Linked DNA regions of Macaca mulatta: region 2 is linked to region 1. Evidence: chromatin contacts called from public Hi-C data. All regions are on one chromosome and are shown on one strand. The core of a region is the stretch at or near the end of the contact, and the rest is flanking DNA. Distances in the headings are between cores, read along the strand shown. Region 1 overlaps OTUB2 (OTU deubiquitinase, ubiquitin aldehyde binding 2). Region 2 holds the start of PPP4R4 (protein phosphatase 4 regulatory subunit 4).

Evidence for each region. A called contact is a pair of places that touch in the nucleus more often than the background predicts.
Region 2: a contact with region 1 is called in a Hi-C map of fetal cortex germinal zone, with 2.9 times the contacts expected there. The contact joins the promoter of PPP4R4 here to the enhancer-like site in region 1. A contact is called at or near these places in 2 of 14 Hi-C or Micro-C datasets (fetal cortex germinal zone and liver).

Annotation. Positions count from the first base shown.
Region 1 is chr7:167,289,390-167,294,733 of T2T-MMU8v2.0, reverse strand. It overlaps OTUB2 (OTU deubiquitinase, ubiquitin aldehyde binding 2), which reads right to left. Exons shown (of 7, transcript XM_001095170.5): 2 at 3,714-3,892. The coding sequence starts at 3,716. Among named protein-coding and RNA genes, the nearest start is that of CCDC197, 41 kb to the right of the region's middle. Within about 2 kb of position 3,948, at least 31 of the 40 cell types and tissues checked have an H3K27ac peak or open chromatin away from gene starts, as enhancers often do. A contact at or near this core is called in fetal cortex germinal zone, where this site is marked.
Region 2 is chr7:167,448,302-167,453,908 of T2T-MMU8v2.0, reverse strand. It overlaps PPP4R4 (protein phosphatase 4 regulatory subunit 4), which reads right to left and starts at 3,196. Exons shown (of 25, transcript XM_015144418.3): 1 at 2,936-3,196; 2 at 1,396-1,469. The coding sequence starts at 3,052.

The DNA of each region.
Region 1 (5,344 bases), core at 2,699-5,198:
TGCCCAAGGACCTCCTGGCTTCCACTCCTGCCCCCATCCCAGTCCATTCTCCACAAGTAGCCGATACAAGCTGCTTAGCCAGCAAGGGCGTGCCTTCCTCCATGCCCTCCAGTGGACTCCCTCACTTAGGCCAAGACTCAATCTTTTGACAATGACCTCCCAGCTCTGACCCCATGTGGCCCTCTCTGTGTTCCTTCACAAGACACACTCATTCTTACCTCAGGGCCTTTGCGCGGCTGCTCCTTCGACCTGGATTCTTCCTCTGCCTTTCCCAAGATGCAGGTGGAGTCACCTCCTCAGAAAGGCCTTCCCTTGCCCCTCCCCATCCCTCTCACCTTTATTTCTTCAGGGCATGATCTAATAGGCTCGCCTGTTTACCCGCGTGCTGCACGGCTCCCTCCACTGCAATGCCAATTCCATGAGCGCAGGGACTTTGTCTGCCTGTCAATGCTGGCTTCTCAGTGCCTGGCACACAGCCATGTTCCAGAAATGTATACTGAGTGTTATGTGTTGAACTGTGTCCCCCCAACCAAAATTCATATGTTGAATTCCTAATCCTTGGTACCTTAGAATGGGATCTTATTTGGAAACAGGGTCATTGCAGATGTAATTAGCTGAGATGAGGTCATGCTGGAGTAGGGTGGGCCTCTAATCCAATACAACTGGTATCCTTATAAAAAGAGGAAATTAGGACACAGACCCGCATACAGGAAGCACACCCCATGAAGATCAGAGTTCTGCAACCACAAGCCAAGGAGCTACCAGAAGCTTGCAGGGAGGCCTGGAACAGAACCTTCCCTAGCGCCTTCAGAGGGAGCATGGCCCTGCTGACACCTTGATCTTCAGCTTCCAGCCTCCAGCACTGTAAGAATCCATTTCTGTTGCTCTACACCACAGTTTGTGGTACTTTGTAATGGCAGCCCGGGAAGCTCACACACTGCATGAATGAATAGACAGATGCATGCACGGGACTAGCCAGGCTCTGACTCCAGCCTGGCTACCTCCAACCCTGTGTCCACTTCATTGTCAGAGAGATCGTCCAAGTCAACCATCTCTCACTTGTCAAAAATATGTTATGGTTTCCCTCTTATTGGTGGAATAAAACCCAAACCCCATAGCACAAGTGAGGCCCTGCACAGAACATCCTGATCCCACCGAATTTTCCAGACTCAATTTCCCTGCCTCCCTCAATCTCCTTGCATCTTCAGAGGCTGTTTACCTTTCCCCATTCTTGACCATGCTTCAAAGCCTGATAGCCCACTTTCCCCCCGCACCCACCAGAAGGAATGTACCCTTCCCAAATCCTTCTTGAACACTCATATACATCCTTCAACTCAGCTCAAAAGACCTCCCCCAGCTCAAAAGACCTCCTCTGCAGAACCTTCCAACACCCCCACTCCCTCAGAGCATATTGACCTCTCACTGTGCTCCCAAAGTCCTTAGGCCTCTTAGGCTATGACCTGTAGCTCAGACACTGCTTGTGTCCAGCTGTCTTGGCCAGCAGGCAGTGAGGTCCTAGAGCGGGCGGGCACCTTGTCTTTCTCATTAGTGTCACAGTGCCCAGCACAGGCCTGACAAAGGCGCCCACTGGGGACCTGTTTGACAAATAACAGAACAAAGCACAATAGGCCCCTGTGGTTTTCCTGCTTATGTCTGATTCATTCATTCGCCAAACATGAAATGCACCTTGAGTGCATGAGACTCCTCGCTATTTGTACTCCCTGCCAGAGGCCTGGTCCTTGTCTCACCCCTATCTTCCCAAGGGGCTTTGTGTCTTCCACGGGGGGCCCTTCCTCAAGCTTAGCCCAGTGATGTAGAAACAGGAAAGCAAAGAAGCTGCTGTATTTTCCAAGGATATTCCTTCTGTCTCACACACACACTCACCACCATCCACACAATGCAGGTTCAACATAAAAACCCACCATGCAGTATAGGGCCCAGTATGGTCCCCACATGCAGTAGGTGCTCAATAAATGCCACGTGAAGGGAAGGGAACAGACAGACCCTGCACTGCCTCCACCCCTGTGATTCCCAGACAGACATCCTATTTTAGTGGGTTAATCACTTCATCCACTGCCAAGGCACTCAAGCCCCCGGTGAGGTGTGAGGGCTTTGGACCCCACCTGCCCTCTAACTTCCAGTCTCCTGAGTTAGGGCACATAGGGGGCAGAGTGAGCGGCCTCACTGCATGGCACAAAGAGCGGCTACCGCCTCTGCTGTGCTCTCAGCTGCCGAGTGGTGGCCAGAGGGCATGCCAGCCTCCAGCTCCCGGGTGGCTAAGCCCATCATTACCCCAGCTCCATCCCTCCCTGGTGGGTGATGCAGAAACACCTGGGCTGCCTTCCAGGAGCAGCTCAACCAGGTAAACCCTTGGGCACCAAGTGGAAGCAGGAAGCTGGTGCTTCCAGATGCCCCAGAGGCCCCCAGCTACGCCCCAAGCTGGCTTGGCAAGGACAGTCCCAGCTCGAGTGCCCTGGCTGCCTATGCCACACCCAGATCATGCCAGGCCATGACCAGGCTTTGACCCATGCCCCAGCCTGGCAGCATCCTGCTGCGGTGACCCATTTTCCTGCCCAGTCATAGGAGAGAGGAGGCTAAGCTTGAAGAACCAGGCATCTGTGCACACCCATTTCCAGGACTCTGTTGTCACAGGAAAAGCTCCAGCTAATCATCTCACATGGTTCTCACAGCAGCCCATTACAGATGTGCAAAACGGTGCTGAGGGGGAGAGTGGACCAACCAAAGCCTCTTTGCTTTCCAGGAGGTGGAAGTGAGACTTGAACCTGGGGCTGTGTGGCCCCAACTCAAGCCACTCAGCCCTCACTCCACAGGCTCCCCCCTGCTCAGGGTTGAAGGGTCTTAGGCAGCCATCCCACCCAGTCCCCTGCAGGATGCCTGACCCCATGGCAACCTGGAAGGTGAGCTGATGTAACACAAAGAGTACTGAACTGAGAGTCCAGAGGCCTGGGTTCAAGTCCCAGGACCACCACTATCAGTACCAGCCCTTCCCTGTCTGACCTCAGTTTCCCCACCTGCCCAAGCCCAGGGTTAGCCTGGCTCAGAGGGTCTCTGGGCCCCGTTCTGTGCAGACAGGACTCTCCATCAGGGATTCCTGAGTATTTTCTTTTCCCCGACCCCTAACTCATGTGCCTCACAACTTAAGGCAACCTCTCCACGTGGGTCCCGACTCCAAAAATGGAGACGGACTAGTCGCCCGCAGGGACAGACGATCTGGTCCCCTGTGCAACTCCTAGATCCCCTCGTGGGGTTGGGGCAGGGGCCAGGAGTGGGTTGGTCTTTGACGGCTGAGCCCTCGGGTGGGAGGGGCCGTGGACTGCTGACTGGGGGGCTACTTAACAAAGAGGAGGCGACCCATAGCGCTGCAGCCTCCCTGTCCCTGCTTCCGTCGAGGGCGCCCACCCAGCGCCGTCGAGGCGGCGACCAGGGCCAACTGGGGCGGACACGCTGGGGGCGGGGACTCGGGGCCGAGCTGGACCTCCTCAGCTGCACGTCCACGGGGGACAGCGGGGCGCGACCTGGCCCCCAGTATCCGTCCGGACTCCGTATTTCAGGGGTTCGGAACGCGGCGGGGGTGGTCTGGGGGCTGAGCCTCGCGTCCAACCCCCGTCCCGCAGGTGCACCCGCTCCGACAGCGACCCCGCCCACCGCGCCCCCTGCCCGCTCCCCGTTCGCGATCCCCCACGATCACTGACCATAGTGACCGGAGCCGCCAGGCCAGGTCCCGCCCCAGCGAGGAGCGATCCGGTGCGGGAGTGCCGCGGGAGGCGCGGGCGGGCTCCGCCGCTGGTTCGGTGGCGGGGACCTCGAGGGCGTGGGGGCGGCGGAGAATACACCCGACCACTCCGCAAACCAAAGGTTAGACCTCCACTGTGTCCCAGGAAGACACACGCCCCGCAATTGACGTCTCAGGCGGGCAATCAGGAGCCGGGATGCAGGACGTCATAGAAAGTGGGTGGGACTTCACGCGCCTTCAGCCTATGCTTTAGGGACCATTTGACAGGATGCCTCCCCTTTTTAAAGACACAGAAAGCTTTTAACTAGCAGAGGAGTTAGCTCAACCCAGAAAGACAGGTCCTCGTTTGCAAAGGCTGAAGGGCTTTTGCGCAAACCTAAAATTGGAGTCTTCTGAAGGATTAGCTGGCCCTCGTTAATTCATAAACAAGGTCACATAAGTATAGTTTGCACAAGATCAGAGGATAGGCGCTTAGGGAACACGTGTCCAATAACATTAAGTATGGCTTCTACATAATATTTTACCCTCTTCTAACTCATGAATCAGTAGGTTGCCACGCACCCAGTTAATGTTTGTTGAATGAATGAATGTCCAGGATCGTTGACTCTGTGGCTCTGGAATTGTAGGGATATCCGTGAACCATGTCTAGATGACTCATCTTGCCTACAAGCTCATTATTAATGGACATCAAAATAGGAATATTTATCATTCAAAGATTCATTCACCAGCCCTTGAGTCCTGGAGGAGCTGCTTTGGGTGTAGTAGGGAGAGTTTGTAGGGAAGGGGGGCTCAGTGCATTGCATGCATCCACTTCACAATATTAATATTTCCAGGAGTGTGTATTGAGCAATTCCCCTTCCTGCTGCTGCCCCGCCCCTCCCCCCCGCCACAACTCTTACTCTGTAAGTCCCAGGCACGAGGCTAGGCTCTGGGCATACAGACATCTGAGTCTTCCAAGCATGTATCATGACCTGGGTAGGGAGTGTGGGGTCAATGGAGGCTCAAGGAGCAGTAACAATAGCATCTAACTTTTTACAGTTATTTATACAGTTATGCAGAACACCTACTATGTATCAGGTGCTATCCTGAACCCTCCACATATACAGAAGTATCTTGCTTAATTTCCTCACAACTGGTTTATGGGGGTAGGTCCTGTTATTATTATCCCTATTTCACAGATGAGGAAACATTACAGAGAGTTTAAGTTCCTTGCGTAAGTCACATAGCACTCAAGTGGGATTCAGTCCCAGGCAGTGTGACTCCAGAGCTGGTTTCCAATTCACTCTGCACGTGACTACAGGGGCTGTGTTACCTGCCCCCACCCCGACCCCCGTTTGTTTTCAGGGGGTTTCTCCTCTTTGTTTTTTACAGCCAAGAAAGCCAGGGAGGTGACAGGAGCAGCCCAGTGCTGCTGAGCTAAGAAGTGGCCTGGCTGGGCTGGACCCCCAGACTTCTGACTCCCCAGCCAGTGCTCATTCCAAGGCATGTTATCTTCCCTCTGCGGAGGAATGACTGAGCCAGGTTCCATGGTATCTGGGTGAGGGACATGGGTGAAGAGTCTCTTCAGCCAAGGTTTTGATGAGCCCTCAA
Region 2 (5,607 bases), core at 1,947-4,446, 160 kb before region 1:
CTACCTACTTTGAGTAAAAGAACTGTGGGAATAGGCAAATGTTGACAACTATTGTTCACCATAATAAATGTGTTAATTATTAAGGAATAAAGTATTCCAAATACAACACAATAAAATATGAAAATCGGTTAAAAGTTGGATTATTCTCTAAGTAAACACCCAAAACACACACCGTTGAATTCATATATAAAGAGAAGTTTTCTCTGAAGTAAATAGGTAGAAATGATGAGAGCATGTACCATAGCTATCACAAAGAGGGGGAAAATAACATCAACATTAAGTCTAAGATGCAGTTACATTTCTAAATGATACAATTATCAGATGGAATGGTCTACATGGTAAATATGCTGATATTCTGACTAAAGTTACAACAGAAACTCATGATGCCACTTTTAGTAGGCTAAAAAAAGTAATTAAGAAAATTGAAGACCTGGAGAGGGAGTTTTTGTTTGTTTGTTTGTTTGTTTTTACAGGATCATTCAATGAATAACATGGGACTGGAAACATGATCTGTAAACAAGAAAGGAGAACAAGAAACTTGCCAGTACCTGGAACTGGCACTGAGCTAAGGAAACAAGGATGACAAATATCCTAGGAGGTAAATTACATCAGTTTTCAAAATCTGATTCTGGAAAATAAGAGTGACTAATTTGCCAAAAGGGAAAAATATGTTGTGTAAGCTAATGAAAAATTTTAAATATACACAAAATGCTGTAGGAAATTTGTTTCTAAAGGATTTTAATCAATTAAAACATCATTAATGGTCACTGTACTAGTTTTTAAGATGCTCAATCTACAAGACAATGTTTTAAATAGTTCAGAAAAATCTTGTAAATATTCGCAGTAACCATTTGCCTTAAGCAATTCTGTAGAGCCTGTGAAATGGTTTGAAATCAACTAAGTTTCCAAAACCCCTCAGACAAAATCATAAAGCTTGCATAGCAAAAGTACTACAAACAGGATATCCTGAACAGCAAAATGAACTACCATATTTGTGGATTTTTTTCCATATAGTAGATCCCATATAATGTGCCTACTCTACAATGAACTTAAAACTAATCCTTGTATACTCAAGTCTCATCTAAACTTACTGAATCTTAAGTGAGAAAAACCAATGCCAGAAAAGAAAAAAAGGATGAGGTTCAACTCAAACCATCTGCTCTTCCTCCTCCAAGCAACATTCTATAAATTAGGTGTTTTATTTAAATTCTCAAATTCATAAGTCCACAGCCAAATCTAATGTATAATATAGTTAAGTACTATGCACACAAAAGTACTCTGTTCAAGTGGCTAAGTAAATCTGAACATAACGGGAACATACATTTTAGAAAGCATTGATCTCTGCTGCCACAGGGGGAAAAAAAAGAGCAATTTCACAGAAAGACTAGGAAATACCTGAGCAGATAAACAGCCCTTTCAATATCACTGAGGTCTTCATCGACTGTCAATCTTTCTATTTCTTCTGGTGTCTGTCAAGGGTAAAATACACATTTATGCACCACAAACATTGGGTCAGTCTTGCCTCCCAACCTCCCAGTGACCCTCTATGAGGATAAACGAATGAAAAAGTTTCACAATTAAGCATTAACAATGAAAACTAATCAAGGAGCTGAGGATACCAGGCGACATCAATCACGGAAGTCTCTAATTGGGTGGTCGAATTTGGGGAGGGGACTGTTTTTTTTCTGTTTTTATCCTTCTAGCTTCTGGATTGCAGCTTGAAAATCGCATCGTGGCTTCAGAACCTTGGCTGAAATCCATTTCATACGCATGTTATAAAACGAATAAATACACACACTTTTATCTCTAATACCTCACGGCTATTTCTCCAGCATTTTCCACCCCAAGAAATGCTAAAAGGGGGATGGATGAACACTGCAGCCGAGCAGGCATGAAAAGGACAAGATCTGGAGTGGGGGAGGGAAGGAAATCAACTCTGGGGCTGGAAGAAACCAGAGATTTGAGATATTGCGGCAGGTGGGAGTGAGAGGAGCTAAAGCAGCTAATTAAGCGATGGCCAGGGGAAAGGGGTCCTGTCCGTAAACTAGGTTTGCTGGCGCTAAAGGTTGGAGCCTCTGGGAGGAAGATGACTCTGCGGGGTGGGAGAGCCGGTGGGGGTGGGGGGAGCAAGCTGAAGGTTGACTCCCTCAAGGGATTGGGGAGCAGGGTCCCAGCTAGAGTCCTGGAGGGGTTGGGAGGAAAGGATGCGCGGTGACTCAGGAGGGCGGCAAAGGGTCGCGAGGGCTTGTAGACGGGGACCAGGACCACACTGAGAAAGGGTGCTGGCTGGGAAGCGAGAGGAGGCCGGGCTGCCTCGAGGGCAGAGGGACCCGAGCTTGATCTGACTTGGTGGGCTGGGGGTGAGCGGACGGGACGCTGGGTGGTGTCTCGGGGAGAGGTGGGGGGAGGAGTCGGGAATGTGTGGACCGAGGGGTGGGCCTGGGGCCAGAACCCGGGCGGCGTCAGCGGACCAGAGGTTGGGGAGCCCAGGAGAGGACCGGGTAGAGGTGGGCTGCGGCCTCGAGGGGCAGCTCCCGCGGGGTGGGGCGGGGGGCGGAAGGAAGGGGGTCCGCGACTGAGGACGCTGGGGCTGCCCCGAGGGCTGGGGCTCGGCCGTTCCTGGGGGTGAGCCGGGGGGATTCGGACGCCTCAGAAGGGGCAAGGGCCGCGGGGCTGGCGCCGGGTCGGGGCTGGGGCAGGGACCCGTCCCTTGCGGATGGGGATCCAGACTAGAGAGGACTGGGTCCGCGCTGAGGAAGGGTCCGGGAGGAGCTGGCTTAGGGCGGCACGGCAACAGGGGCTGGAGGAGGACGGAGGGGCCGGTCCGAGAGGGTCCCGGCGGCCCGAAGGAGGGGAGGGTGGTGGGGTGGGGCGGAGATCAGCGCGGGGCAGGCGGCCGGACGCCCTGAGGGCAGGTCCTCTCCCCGGGGCGCACCTTGAGGCTCCGGCGGACCGGCCTCTCGATGATGGTGAGCTCCTGCAGGTCCTCCATGTAGCCGAACAGGCTGTTCTGACTGAAATCCATCGCGGCGGCGGACGGCGGCGGATGCATGGACCGCCGGGCACCCTCGCCGCCCGGGCCGGAGCGGCCCCGGGATGCCGGACGCGCTCAGCCCCGCGGCCGCCCACCAGCAGGACTTTCTCCCGCTCTTGGCCGCCGGAGCCTAGCGTGAGGCTGGCGGGCGGCGGGAGCAAGAGCACGGCCCGGCGAGGGGGCGGGGCGGGCCCGGCGAGGGGGCGGGGCGAGGCGCGCGGGCGGGCTGTGGGGGCGGGGCCAGGGGCGGTGGCCCGCCACCTTGCCCACCTCGGCCCCGCCCCCTCCCGGGTGCCGCGCGCACGAGGCAGGACGCAACTGCCGCGCAACGACGCGGCGGCCCCGCCACCCCTCTGCGCCCGTTCCTCGCTGTCCTCCTAAACCCCCGTCCGCCCCCAACCAAGGGCGCCCCACCCCACGGCGCGTGCGCAGAGCCTTTTGCCTCCAGCAGCCGGCTGAGGCGGGCTGGGGGCGGGGCCTGGGGGCGGGGAGGCTGAGCCAATGAGAGCGGAAGCAGAGGAGAGTGAGCTGGCTGGGTTGCGGCTGCACCTGCTGACTTAACTAAGTGTCCGGTTATTCCCAGGACCGCCCACCCCAGCTGGCGGGTCGCGAACCCAGAGACCCCCCTAACACAACTCCAGCCCTAAGGGGAGCGCTGAGTGCCCAAAATAAGCAGTTAGAACGCGGGGTGCCGGGCTGACGGGGGAGGGGGCTGTGGGAATACAGCCCTGGAGGGGCTGGCTTTTGGGCAAGGGCAGCATTCGGAAAAGGCCTCCCGGAGAAGAGTCACTTAAACTGAATCTTAGCTTTCCCAAAAGAAATAATAAAAGCAAGCCCGTCTGGGGTTGAAGCCTGGGTGTGTTTGGTTGTGTTTGAGAAGTGCCGTCAAAGTAGAGCTCGGGGCTCGGGCACCGAGGGCTTGGCGAGGTGGGTAGAGGGAAGAGGACCTAGGTCGTTGGTGAAGAGAAGCCCTGCTCTGGACAGTCACGCTGAGTCCCTTGCACTTGGTTCTGTTAAGAATGGGACGAGATGGAAGGGGAATTGGGGAGGTTTTTTTGGACCTTAGGGACAAGTTATGTTCGTACTCCAGCTCGTCAGTCAGTCAGTAAGGCCCTTTTCTTTTTCGTTTTTATTTTCCACTCGTTCCTTCTCCACACCCATTCTTCTACCCGCCATATACACCCTCTCCTCTACTAAGGTATGTCCCAGTTCATGCACCTTATACAGCCTCAAAAGATACATGGTTTGTGTCTGTTTTTAACATACGTGAACGGCATTGTGATAAGAACTCATTCTGTTCCTTGTTTTCCTCTCAGTGTCTTAGAGATCTATCCATGTGACACTATACAACCAGAGTTCATTATTTATGACTAATAATAGTATTTGATTTGTGTGTCTATCATATTCTACTTATCAATTCCTCAAATAACGGACAATTAGGTCGCCAGCAGGTCCTTGCTACCACAGACTATGCTGGAATGGGTGTTAGACGTGTCCCTTACAGAACATAAGAAATCGAGTCCCTGGGTCATGAAGTCCACAGTATTTGGTTTCACTCTGTCATGTTGCCCTCCAGATGGCTTTGCCATTCACACCCACCAATGGCACATGAAGGTAGGAAGGTACCCGTTTCCCATTTTATATGGTAACATTTGGTATTATCTGATGTCCTAATTTCTGTCAATCTGAAATCAGTAAAGTAGTATCACATTGTAATTTCCATTTGTATTTCTTTGATTGGTGGTGTTAACCATTTTTCCATATACTTAAGAACCGTCGAGATTGTTTTCCTTCTGTGAATTATCTATTTACATCCTTTACCTATTTTCTGCTGGATTTTATTATTTTTTCTGAATGAATTTTAGCAGTTGAGTTTCTTATATGTTCTAAATATTAATTTTTTGTCAGTTTTAGAAAAACATTGCCAATATTTCTCTCAATCTTTCATGCATCCTGTTTGCTTGGTCTTTGCTATGGTACGATGAAGGAGAAATCCTTAATTTTCATTTAGCCTAATGCATCAAATTTTAGCCTTGTGGAGTGTGGTTTTGGGGTCTTGTTTAAGAATCTTTTCCCACCTATTAGTTGCAAAATATTCTCCTACATTTTCCCCTATTTGGCTTCATACTTTTACCTGTCACAGGTCTTAATCCATCTGATGTTCACCTTGCATACAGTGTGAGTAGGAATACAGTATAATTATTAACTCTATTTAGTGAACCAGTTTTCCCAGCAGCAACCACCAAACAATCCATCTTTCCCCCTCCGATGCATGATGGCATCTGTATCATATGCCAAGCCCTAGAGACACACACGTCTGTCTCTGAGTTCTTGTTGCTATTCTATTGATCTAGATCTGTTCCTGTGCTAGTGCTGTGCTGATTTTATTGCTATGGCTTAATTATACATCCTAAGATCTAGTAGAGTGAATTTCCCATTCTTGGCTCTTTTGTTTTTCAATTTTGCCTTTGAAGTTCAAAGCAAAATGGTCAGTAATGATGCCCACAGCTAAAATTCAGGTTTTCTAATCCCTACTTTACTAAGGAGAAGTGAAGGGAAGTAGAAGAGGACAG